Linked DNA regions of Mus musculus: region 1 is linked to region 2. Evidence: chromatin contacts called from public HiCAR-type data. All regions are on one chromosome and are shown on one strand. The core of a region is the stretch at or near the end of the contact, and the rest is flanking DNA. Distances in the headings are between cores, read along the strand shown. Region 1 has its middle 67 kb from the start of 2610300M13Rik. Region 2 has its middle 14 kb from the start of Prdm5.

Region 1 (4,939 bases), core at 1,776-4,275, 630 kb before region 2:
TGCCATTTCAAATGGTGCAGCATGTGGCAGAATGGGCCCCATTCACATTTTCTGTGGGACAGTTTGCTAAGGCTCTGCTCTGAGGAGAGTGTGCTGAGGAGAGTCTGCAGGAGTGGGCAAAAGGTTGTACGGCACATGTAGCAAGACATGGCCTGCTTTGGGCCCACTGGTCTGATTTTATACTCTGCCTTATTCTCCATATTCAGCAAGTGCTCCGTTCTGTGAAAACAAAAGATTCCTTCAGAGACTTACCCGGTGAGCTCAGAGGAAGTTAGTAGCTTACTGCCACTCCCCTGGGAAAGCCCAGTCTAGGTGATTCACAACCGTTGTTAATATAATAGTCATTTTACAGAGCGTAAAGCTTCATAGAGAGGGAGTAGATTTTTTTGTTTTGTTTTCTTAAATTGATGTTGTTTTTGTTTTTTAACCAAGAACAATCTTTCTGAATGTTTTTTTACCCAGGAAGAAAGCTCCAGCAAAAGTGAAACCCAACTCCTTTGCAAGCCTTGTGGTGGATCTGCAATAAGAGAAATAGGTTTTCCATTTTAAATAGCTTCACTGAATGTCTAATTCTTTCGTGGGCCTGCCTGGTAGTCTGTACTGTGGCCTTGAATCATTAACTGCAGCTTTTATGCGCTTGGGGTTTCTCTTCCATGCTCTTTTGGTCTCCTTCCCTGGCTTCTATTTTTAACTGGGGGCTGTCTGTTCTGTGCAGAGACATGGCCAGTAATGATGCTCTGTGGCTCAAGTCAAAGAATTTTGTCTGAATCCCACAAACGGCAACAATTCCCAGCACACACCAGATATAGCAGAGGATGGGGCAAGCGAACGTGACATCAAAGAAAGCTGGGTGACTAAAGACACCACTAGAAAGACCAGTGCTGCCTTTCAATAAAGAAAGAAATTGCAAGGGTTTTGAATGCTAAAGTATAGACACTTTGAAAGGGAGAGAAACAAACACAAAGTAGACAAACTGAATCAAAGTATTTATCTTTAAACCATACAAATCATGGTAGTTAAATTAGGTCAGTCTGGGTACAAAACACTACAGAATGCAGGCTGTAACTAATTTCAAAAGAAACAGAAAAGTTCCAAAAAGAAAACAGGGTGACAGGTCCTTTCTCTCTTTCTCTCTTTCTCTCTCTCTTTTCTTTCTCTCTCTCTTTTCTTTCTTTCTCTCTCTCTCTCTCTCTCTCTCTTTCTTTCTTTCTTTCTTTCTTTCTTTCTTTCTTTCTTCCTTTCTTCCTCTCTTTCTCTCTTTCTTTCTCTCTTTCTCTTTCTCTCTTTCTCTCTCTCTTCCTTCCTTCCTTCCTTCCTTCCTTCCTTCCTTCTTTATTAAGCAATCAAGGCAGCCCAGCATCAAAAACTGGACACAAAACAGGAAATGTGACTGATTACAATATATGCTTTCCACACCTATATGCTATTCAGGACTATTTAAAGCACACAGGAAAAGATTATTTGCTCTTTTTGAGATGCAAAAACACCCATATGTATGGTTTGCCATTTGGAGGACACCAATGTAAAAACAGTCTTTAAATAGATCTTAGTCCTCATCCTTTACTTGCATATTTTATGAGCCAGTCACCTACTTTCCCTCAAGTGTTTAGCATAAGCATTGAGAATGTTGAACAAAGGGGCTACTCCTTACTGCAGTATATTGCTGATACCTACTCAGATAGCTTTGTGACATAACTCCCAACGTTTACTGCAGAGGTAAGTATGCCAAATCATAAAGGAACATTAATAGACATCAAGAGGAAATAAAGGAATGTAGCCTTCATTTTTAGCAGAACATTTAAAATCTTGCAGTTCCTTTCCTTTAAAGAATTAGTGCAAGTTGATTATCATTAATTTAATTCTTTTAAACCAGAAAAATGACTATCGAACAATTACAAGGACAACCAAAAGCAAGAAAATTGATCATTAAAATTTAAATATATGTCGCAGCATTTTCACCTAATTAATTTTGTTTCTGCTTATACTTTCCTAAGGAGATTCTTGTTAAGAATAACATTCAACAGTAGAGAGAAGTAGATGTGGTTGAGGAGCTGAGTAAATGCCTATATTATATATACTCACTCTCTTTTCTACATCTTGACTCAAGTTTGTTTTCATCTTCTATGATACATACCTGCCTCCTAACTGTATAAGGTTCTTCTCTTCTAGAATCTTGGTTTCTGCAGGGCATGATAATATAGGTGCAAAAATATGATTTATACCCTATGAAAATGTATTTTCACTTTCTTGATGTGTTTAAATACCACATTTAGTATTTCTTCATCTAGAAAAGATTGGAGATCTGTTTTGAAACTTTATTCCATGATGCTGTCTATGAAACAGACCTAGAGATGTCATTGTTACCCTTAGAAATGATTGGTAGATACACGTTAGCAAAATCTAGATAAGGGTAGCCTAGGTAGTGAATAAGCCATGTTAAATTCTATTGTAATTGCCTTTAGCACCATTATAAAATAGTTTAACTCTTCATCCCATCCATGTACCAAGAGGAAGCACTGTGAAGGATGGAGAAACATATATGGCAATATTTATTTTTCTATGTTGTGCCAATGGTGAACGCTCCTTTTCTTCAACAGGGTCAACCTCCCATGGGGTGATAAAAGAAAGCTCACTGTTGCTCCTCTGGAGTAATCTTTCCAACACCCAGAAATTTTAGCTGAATTTGTTGTGTCTACTGGCACTGGCAGAAATGCCAGTGACCCTCTTAGCAGGAGGCAGTTGCTCCCTTCCCATCAGTCCCACACAACATTGCATCCATCTCAAACAGCCATTAGACGTTTTACTGTGTGCTTACTTGCTCAATTTTGTTTTGCTGGGAAAGTAGCATAATAGAGGAAGTGCATCAAGGCAGAAAGGGGTAGATTTGCCAAAAGAAGAGGGAGGGCAAGCTAACGAAATAGATGTGGAAATTGAAAGAGATGGAATGTTTTAGAAAATGGGCAGAACAAAGGAGCTAATGTGACCCATGCCCCCAGTGAAGGCTGTGTCTGCAATAATGAGGTTCTGTTGTTGTGTATTCAGCCTTCTCAATGGAAGCGCCCAGGGTCCAGAATGGGGGTGGGTGGGCCAGTGTTGAAGGGGAACAATTTCCCGTAGCCAAGTCTATGACCTCAGACTGCCAAAGAACCATTGTGCAGAGCCACAGTTCCAAGTGCTGAAAACAAGAGACAGTTCCCTATACAAGGCAGGGCATGATGGAAAACTTTTTTCTTTTGAAAGACAATACAATGAAGTAAGCTTGTCATTTAATGTTTAAAGTTGATGTATACATCAAGACAGTAAGAAAACAGGTACAAGAGATCTCTAAGAGATGGGAGAAACTATGAGTCTCCATCCCACTGAAAGAGCTTGTTGGATTAAAAATTGTAGTACTAGATGAACGTTTTCTCTTAGTTTGGCTGGCGTTTCTTAACTGTGGCTGTCACCATGTCACCCACAGCAGCAGCAGGAAGTCTGTCCAGCCATCTCTTGATTCCCTTCACAGAGATGATAGACAGTTTTTTGGCTCCTGTAACTGTCAGCAGAGTTGATCACAGCTCCTACCAGAAGACCCAGTGAAATCTGGAGTTTTGCTCTGGAAGACCCACCACATCCTTACTTTGACATCTTGAGTCCCCGGAAATTTGATAATGAAAGTAGTATTGAAGAAAAGGTGGAGTGTTTCTTTAATTTGAAGATAATGCAGAGACCATAGTAAACAATCAGTTCAAGATGAAAGTTTTACTTACCACAAGTCCAGTTGCAAAGGAGCACGCAGACTTGTGGCCCAGAATTGCATTCAGGGTAGACAGCATTGCATGATTCTCTAGTGCATTTGTAAAATAGGTTAATTAAAAAGCCTTTGCTATACCAAGAGGCCTCTCTTCCAGGTGATGGCCGACTAGGCCATCTTCTGCTACATATGCAGTTAGAGATATGAGCTCTGGGGGTACTGGTTAGTTCATATGTTGTTCAACCTATAGGGTTGCAGACCCCTTCAGCTCCTTGGGTGCTTTCTCTAGCTAATAAAAATAAATAAAATTTAAAAAGCCTTTGCTACAAAAGAAAATAAAATCAACAGACAAACAAAAAACTGCAGTGCACTTCTTACTGAGATAGATGGACTCCTGTCTACCAGCCTCAGAAGTTACATTCATACAATTTCTTTTAAAGCTACCATACTCCAGATTTCTGTAGTTCTGGGTGACTTTAGTGTGATAGTCAAGAATAAGGACTCAACTACACAGTCTAGATGGAATTACTAGCTTTGTAACAATAAGGACTTGGCTCAATTGCTAGGATTATAATTTGACATGCCGTAAGTACTTAGTTGGTTTCTATGGAGATATAACTTAAAATCCAGTAACTTAAATAAGGATGTTTAGAGGTCTCATTTGCTATTTGGCTGTAATTCTTCATATTATTTACTAATCTTAAGTGGGGAAGCAATTTAAAGCCAGGGTTATGTTTTATTTTTCTCTTCATGTTTACCTCTTAACATGTTACCTGACACTTAGAAGTAGTAGTAGATGAACCTTTGCTGAGGGAACAAAGAACATAAAACTTGTTTTCTACTTGGATTTATATTTCAATGATGGGTATGCTTTGGAAAGAACCAACAGAGTTCTGGGAGTCTTTAGGCACAGTTTCAAAAAATAAACTTGGCTTGAAAGCTTCGAAAAACCTCAAATGAACCTTTCAACACACCAGCCACTGTGATCTCCTTTAATCTAACACACACTGTGTTCATTATTACATTATGTCCGAGTTTCTCGGAATGCTGATCTGGTGTGTAATCATTTCCCTTGCAGCTTTACCAGGCATGTGAAACGGAATGGCTGCAGTTTTCCATCATGACAGGCGTATGATACATTTGTTACTTGGATGGCCCTCAAAGAAGGAGAAGCTGGCGAAAGTGTCATACGTGGCTTCTCCGAAT
Region 2 (5,023 bases), core at 839-3,338:
GATCAAAACACATTGTATAGGAATATGAAATCCTTAAGCAATGAAATAAAAATATATTTAAAGACAAAGTGATTACATAATATCATATGGTACAATATGTGACACACTACAGATGACAGCAGAACACAAATATACACGAACAACATTCTTAATGAATAAGGCAGTATGCACAAGGCTTGTATTGGTCTGCATCAGTTGGAGTCCTAGAGCTGAAAGGAAAAGTGGGCGCATCCCCCATCCATAATCCAGAAGCAAGTTCAAATTGATAGCCAATGTAAATTAAAATTTAGTTCTCTCCAAGGGAGTCCCACTGGTGAAACCAACTACTTTTATGTATAGGCTGAATGCCCATTAGTAAATAGCCAACAAAAAAATGAACTCAAAAGAGTCTTCGACGGTTCCCTGTTTGTTTCATAACAGCATGCCAGGACTCTTTTTCTTTTCTTTTTTCTTATTATTTTTAAAATTTTTATTTATATATCTTCTTTCCTTTTACCGTATATATGAATGTATGATTTTCCAATGTATGAGATTCCTAAGTGTGTGCCTTCTCTTTTTTTTTTTTCTTTTTTTTTTAAGATTTATTTATTTATATGTAAGTACACTGTAGCTGTCTTCAGACACTCCAGAAGAGGGAGTCAGATCTCGTTACGGATGGTTGTGAGCCACCATGTGGTTGCTGGGATTTGAACTCCGGACCTTCGGAAGAGCAGTCAGGTGCTCTTACCCACTGAGCCATCTCACCAGCCCTTTTTTCCTTTTTAAAATACAATTCTAATGTGTTAGTTTTTGTTTCATTTTATTTTTTACTATTCCATAGAAGTCTATTTGTCCTAATGAGAGACACAAAAGCAGTGTGCCTGGATGGGAAGGTAGGTGGGAGAAGCTGGGAGGAGTAGAGACAGGGGAAACCAAGATAGATTATTCAAGAAAAAAAATCCATTTTTCAATGGGGGGAGTATAATAAAAATAGTAATAGTAATAATAATAATATGTTGACATAGAAAGAATTCTTAGTGCATATGAGATAAATGGTTAGTGATGCATTGCGGGGCCGTGGGTGTGGTGGAAAGAGGGGAGTGGGAGAGAAGATGAATCCTGCCAGAGTTCCGGTGCTCTGGGCGGGCAGGCGGACAAGGAAGGACTGCACAGGCTTTCCACACGGCCCAGGATGGGCATCTTGCTGTGTTAAGCCACTGACCCCACACGGAGGGTGGTGGACAAGGGGCAGCCCCAGGTACAAGGTCCTCAGCCTCCAGCATCCCATACTGGATAGGGCAGAGGAGCTGAGAACAGAATAGAGGCCCTGGAGGATGAAAGGAGGAGAGGGCGGGGGAGAGGCAGCTCTGGATGATTCCCACACAGGCAAGAGTCCTTGGTCAGGTCTGTGGCTGGAGCACAGGATGACCTTCTTGCGGGAGATTAGACTCGGCTCTTTAGGAGAAAGCCTATCCCATCGCTCAAGCATGGCAGGCCTTGATGATCAGAAACAGTCTATGGTTTTTAGAGCTCTATTGTAGAAAGGCAAGGTATACTTGCACAATGCAAAACTTCCTTGCTGTCACGCGGTGATTCTGGTCAGACCTCCCCCCAACCCCCACCCCAAATTTGCTGTAACAATTGTAGCTAAAATCCTGTCCTTCTAACAGAAAGTGGGGCATCCTCTTTAAAATGATTCCTTCTAGCAAAGAAGGCAAAAGTATGTTTTTCTAGAACTCTCCTGAAGACAGCTGTACTAATGCTCTGGCTCCCACGGCAAGGGTTATCCTTCAGAATCCTCTTGTTTAGCAAAGTGAACTGTTCCTAAGAGCTAAGGTTATGGGGTTTACCCCAGGTTGTTGTATACTGTCTTTGTTTGGTCTCTTTTGAGAACACTAAAAGCCAAACGTCAAAGCTATCTTAAGTGTCTGGAGTCTCTTTGCTCTTGAAGATCTCTCTTGTCTGGCGCAGTGAGGGCTCAAGCTGCTCTCAACTCAGACTGCGCACTGACCTTCCTCCTTGCCAACTCGTGTTTCTCTTATGCTAATTAAGCAGCAGTTGTGTGAGTCCTTCAAGGCTTCTCTCTGCTCTGCTTCCTGCCTCCCTTCCCCTTTTATTTCCCTTTGAAAGGACTCTCTCTGTGTCAGATGCACCTCTTTCCTGACCACGGAGTCATAAATCAAGACTTTTACTTTCAGAATCTTTGTCTGAGTCTGTAAGGTGCCGGTTCTGGCCTTTATCCCTTTAAGGAACGTGGGTACGGAGCCAAGAGCCATTGTTCAGTGGCTAAAAAACAGCCCCAATCACCAGTTCCGCAGAAGCTCAACTGCTGGACTTTTAACAATTTACAGATGGCCAAATGGCTGATCAAATGTTGATATCCCACCCATGTAGACGGCAAGTAGGACAAGCTGACGTCTCAGAATTTGGGTGTGTTATGGTTGGCTTTTTAATTCAAGCTAGGGGTGCTGGCATAAATCTGCTATCCCAATTCTCAGAAGAGAGGCAGGGTGATTAGGAGTTCAAAGCCACTCTCTGCAACATACAGCATTTGATGCTACTCTAGGCTATAATGAGACCTATCTCTACCACCCATGTCAAAACAAAACAACAAAACCCAACTAAACTAAACCAAGGTTTTAAATGTAAATTTTAGTGCTATTTAATGTTAATTGCTTCTAAGCACTGCTTTTGTTTAGAAGAGCAGAGTTATTGTAGTTGGCATTCTGTAAGTACAGCCCAATTAAAACAGTAACAAATCCTTGTAAAAGCGCATCTGTCCTCTGACAGATCTACAGTCAGCAAAGATTCCTCTCCCATTCTGAAATCTGTTTGTTCACATCTTAACAGTTTCCTTTGCTGTGAGGCAGCGTTCATTTAGTGAAGCTTCATTTGTCAGTTCTTATGATTGTTCCTACATCCTGGAGACTTGTCCAGGAATTGTGTGTCTGTGCCTAGACCTTGAAGAATTTTCTTTACATTGTTTTTTGTTTGTTTGTTTGTTTTTAACAGTTTCAGACTTTCAGGTCTTACATTAAGATATTTTATTCATGGTCAAGAAATATGGCTCAGTGGATAAAAGTCCTTCCAGTAAGCTGGTGACCTAACTTCAATCCTCAGAAACCACCTGGTAGAAGGAGAGTACTCCTGAGGGATATCCTGTGACCTCCACACATGATCAGTCTCTCTCTCTCTCTCTCTCTCTCTCTCTCTCTCTCTCTCTCACACACACACACACACACACACACACACACACACACACACACACACACACACCACACACACTCACACACACATGTGCACACACAGAGATGCACAAAAAATAAATACATTAATAAAATATTTTTACTCAGTGATCCCTTTGGAGTTTGTACAGGGGACGAGACAGGAACCTAGTTTCATTCTACTTGTGTACCTCCAGTTTTCCAAGCATTCTTTTTAAAGGGGTTATCTTTTTCTCTGATGTATATTTTGGACAACCATGTCAAAAATCAGGTGGCTGGATCTGTCTGGATTACAGTTGAACACATTGGGAGGATAAACAAATGGTTCTGGGAAACTTCGCATTTTCTTCTCTATCGGTTTACACTTAAATAGAGGGCGAGAGTTGCATATATTACTAAGCAGTAGCAAATAGGGGCAGTACTGGTGGAAGTGCGGTCATACCCATCAGGATTGTCTCTGGGGAATCTTTCCTGAAACAGTTCCTCCTCAGGCTGGCAACTAGAAAAGCTCAAGGCTGAGATTCCTGAGGAAATTCCAATGGGAACCATGAGTTGAACAGCAGATAGACCAAGGAAGGGACACAAGTCGCTCTCCTTAGGATATCTTCACTTCTGTCCAAGTGATTACACTTTCACATTCTCAGTTATTGATCTCACTCTTGAGGTGAAATATACCTGTGTCTGAAATCAATATCATCAAAGGAATATAAAAAAGAACACAAGTAGAAGCCAATGTCAGAAGACATCTAGCTAGCACCATAGATAAGAAGCTTTTCTCAGCTGGGCGTGGTGGTGCACACCTTTAATCCCAGCACTTGGGAGGCAGAGGCAGGTGGATTTCTGAGTTCAAGGCCAGCCTGGTCTACAAAGTGAGTTCCAGGACAGCCAGGGCTATACAGAGAAACCCTGTCTTGAAAAACCAAAAAGAAGGAGGAGGAGGAGGAGGAGGAGGAGGAGGAGGAGGAGGAGGAGGAGGGGAAGAGGAGGCTGGTATTAGGGATTCCATTTTGTCTTGCTATAGAATATACTAGCCTCAAGCTTATGCTCCTCCTGCTTCGACCTTAAAGGCAATTTCTAGCATGCCCAATTGACTTGATTTTGTTTCTTACAAATTCTCTTCTTGCTGATGAGCATTAAGTTGCTGGCAACTGACCTTCTCTGTTCTGCATTGTTTCCCTTTTCTTGGATGATACCTGTCTCAATTGCTCTGATCCTTTCCCACACTGGGGGAGGAGTGGAATTAGCAATAGAAGCTAAGGCCTCAGAAGCAATAAAACTCTTTTGGTCAATTTTAATCAAAAAAGAATTTTAGAAGTAGTAGCTCTTAGGGAATATAAATGTGAGTTTTAGCTTACTGGTCCCCTGGGTAATATTCTGGCATCTCAAAAACATTGATCAGACTTTTTTTTGTCAGAAGTTATATTTCTGCAGAATGTTAGCAGGCAACAGTTATAAATCTTTAAAGGAAAGTAGACCATAAGGGCAAATACTCAAAACTACCTTGAAAGGTATGTATTTTGCTGTGTATAGGTGTAGTGTTAGATTTCCTTGGTGGCTTCAAGAGAGAGAAGGCAGAAATTTAGAGGTGTCTGATATTAAGCAGTCAGTATCATGTTTATTCACAGCAAGGGGACATAAGCCCCCCCCCCCCCCAACATGTGTAGCTGAGAAAATCTGTGGGAATGATGGCTGGGACCCTTTATAGGGGTGAATATGATTGCAGCACATTTCCTTCCACAGTCCTTCCCTTTGGAACCTTGCCTCCAAATTTAAGAAAAGCTATGAAGTGTAGTCTTGTAGCAGGAGACTATCAGCAACTC

Evidence for each region. HiCAR-type assays count read pairs that join an accessible place to other places.
Region 1: a contact with region 2 is called in a HiCAR-type map of astrocytes, with 5 times the contacts expected there. The contact joins two enhancer-like sites. A contact is called at or near these places in 6 of 39 promoter capture datasets (the HPC-7 cell line, cranial neural crest, frontonasal cranial neural crest and 3 more), 2 of 115 datasets of contacts at active chromatin or transcription factors (acute myeloid leukemia and astrocytes) and 2 of 9 other capture datasets (liver and macrophages).

What each region holds. Positions count from the first base shown.
Region 1 is chr6:66,397,432-66,402,370 of GRCm38.p6, reverse strand. No RefSeq gene overlaps it. Among named protein-coding and RNA genes, the nearest start is that of 2610300M13Rik, 67 kb to the left of the region's middle. Within about 2 kb of position 3,025, at least 44 of the 459 cell types and tissues checked have an H3K27ac peak or open chromatin away from gene starts, as enhancers often do. A contact at or near this core is called in astrocytes, where this site is marked.
Region 2 is chr6:65,762,331-65,767,353 of GRCm38.p6, reverse strand. No RefSeq gene overlaps it. Among named protein-coding and RNA genes, the nearest start is that of Prdm5, 14 kb to the left of the region's middle. Within about 2 kb of position 2,088, at least 82 of the 459 cell types and tissues checked have an H3K27ac peak or open chromatin away from gene starts, as enhancers often do. A contact at or near this core is called in astrocytes, where this site is marked.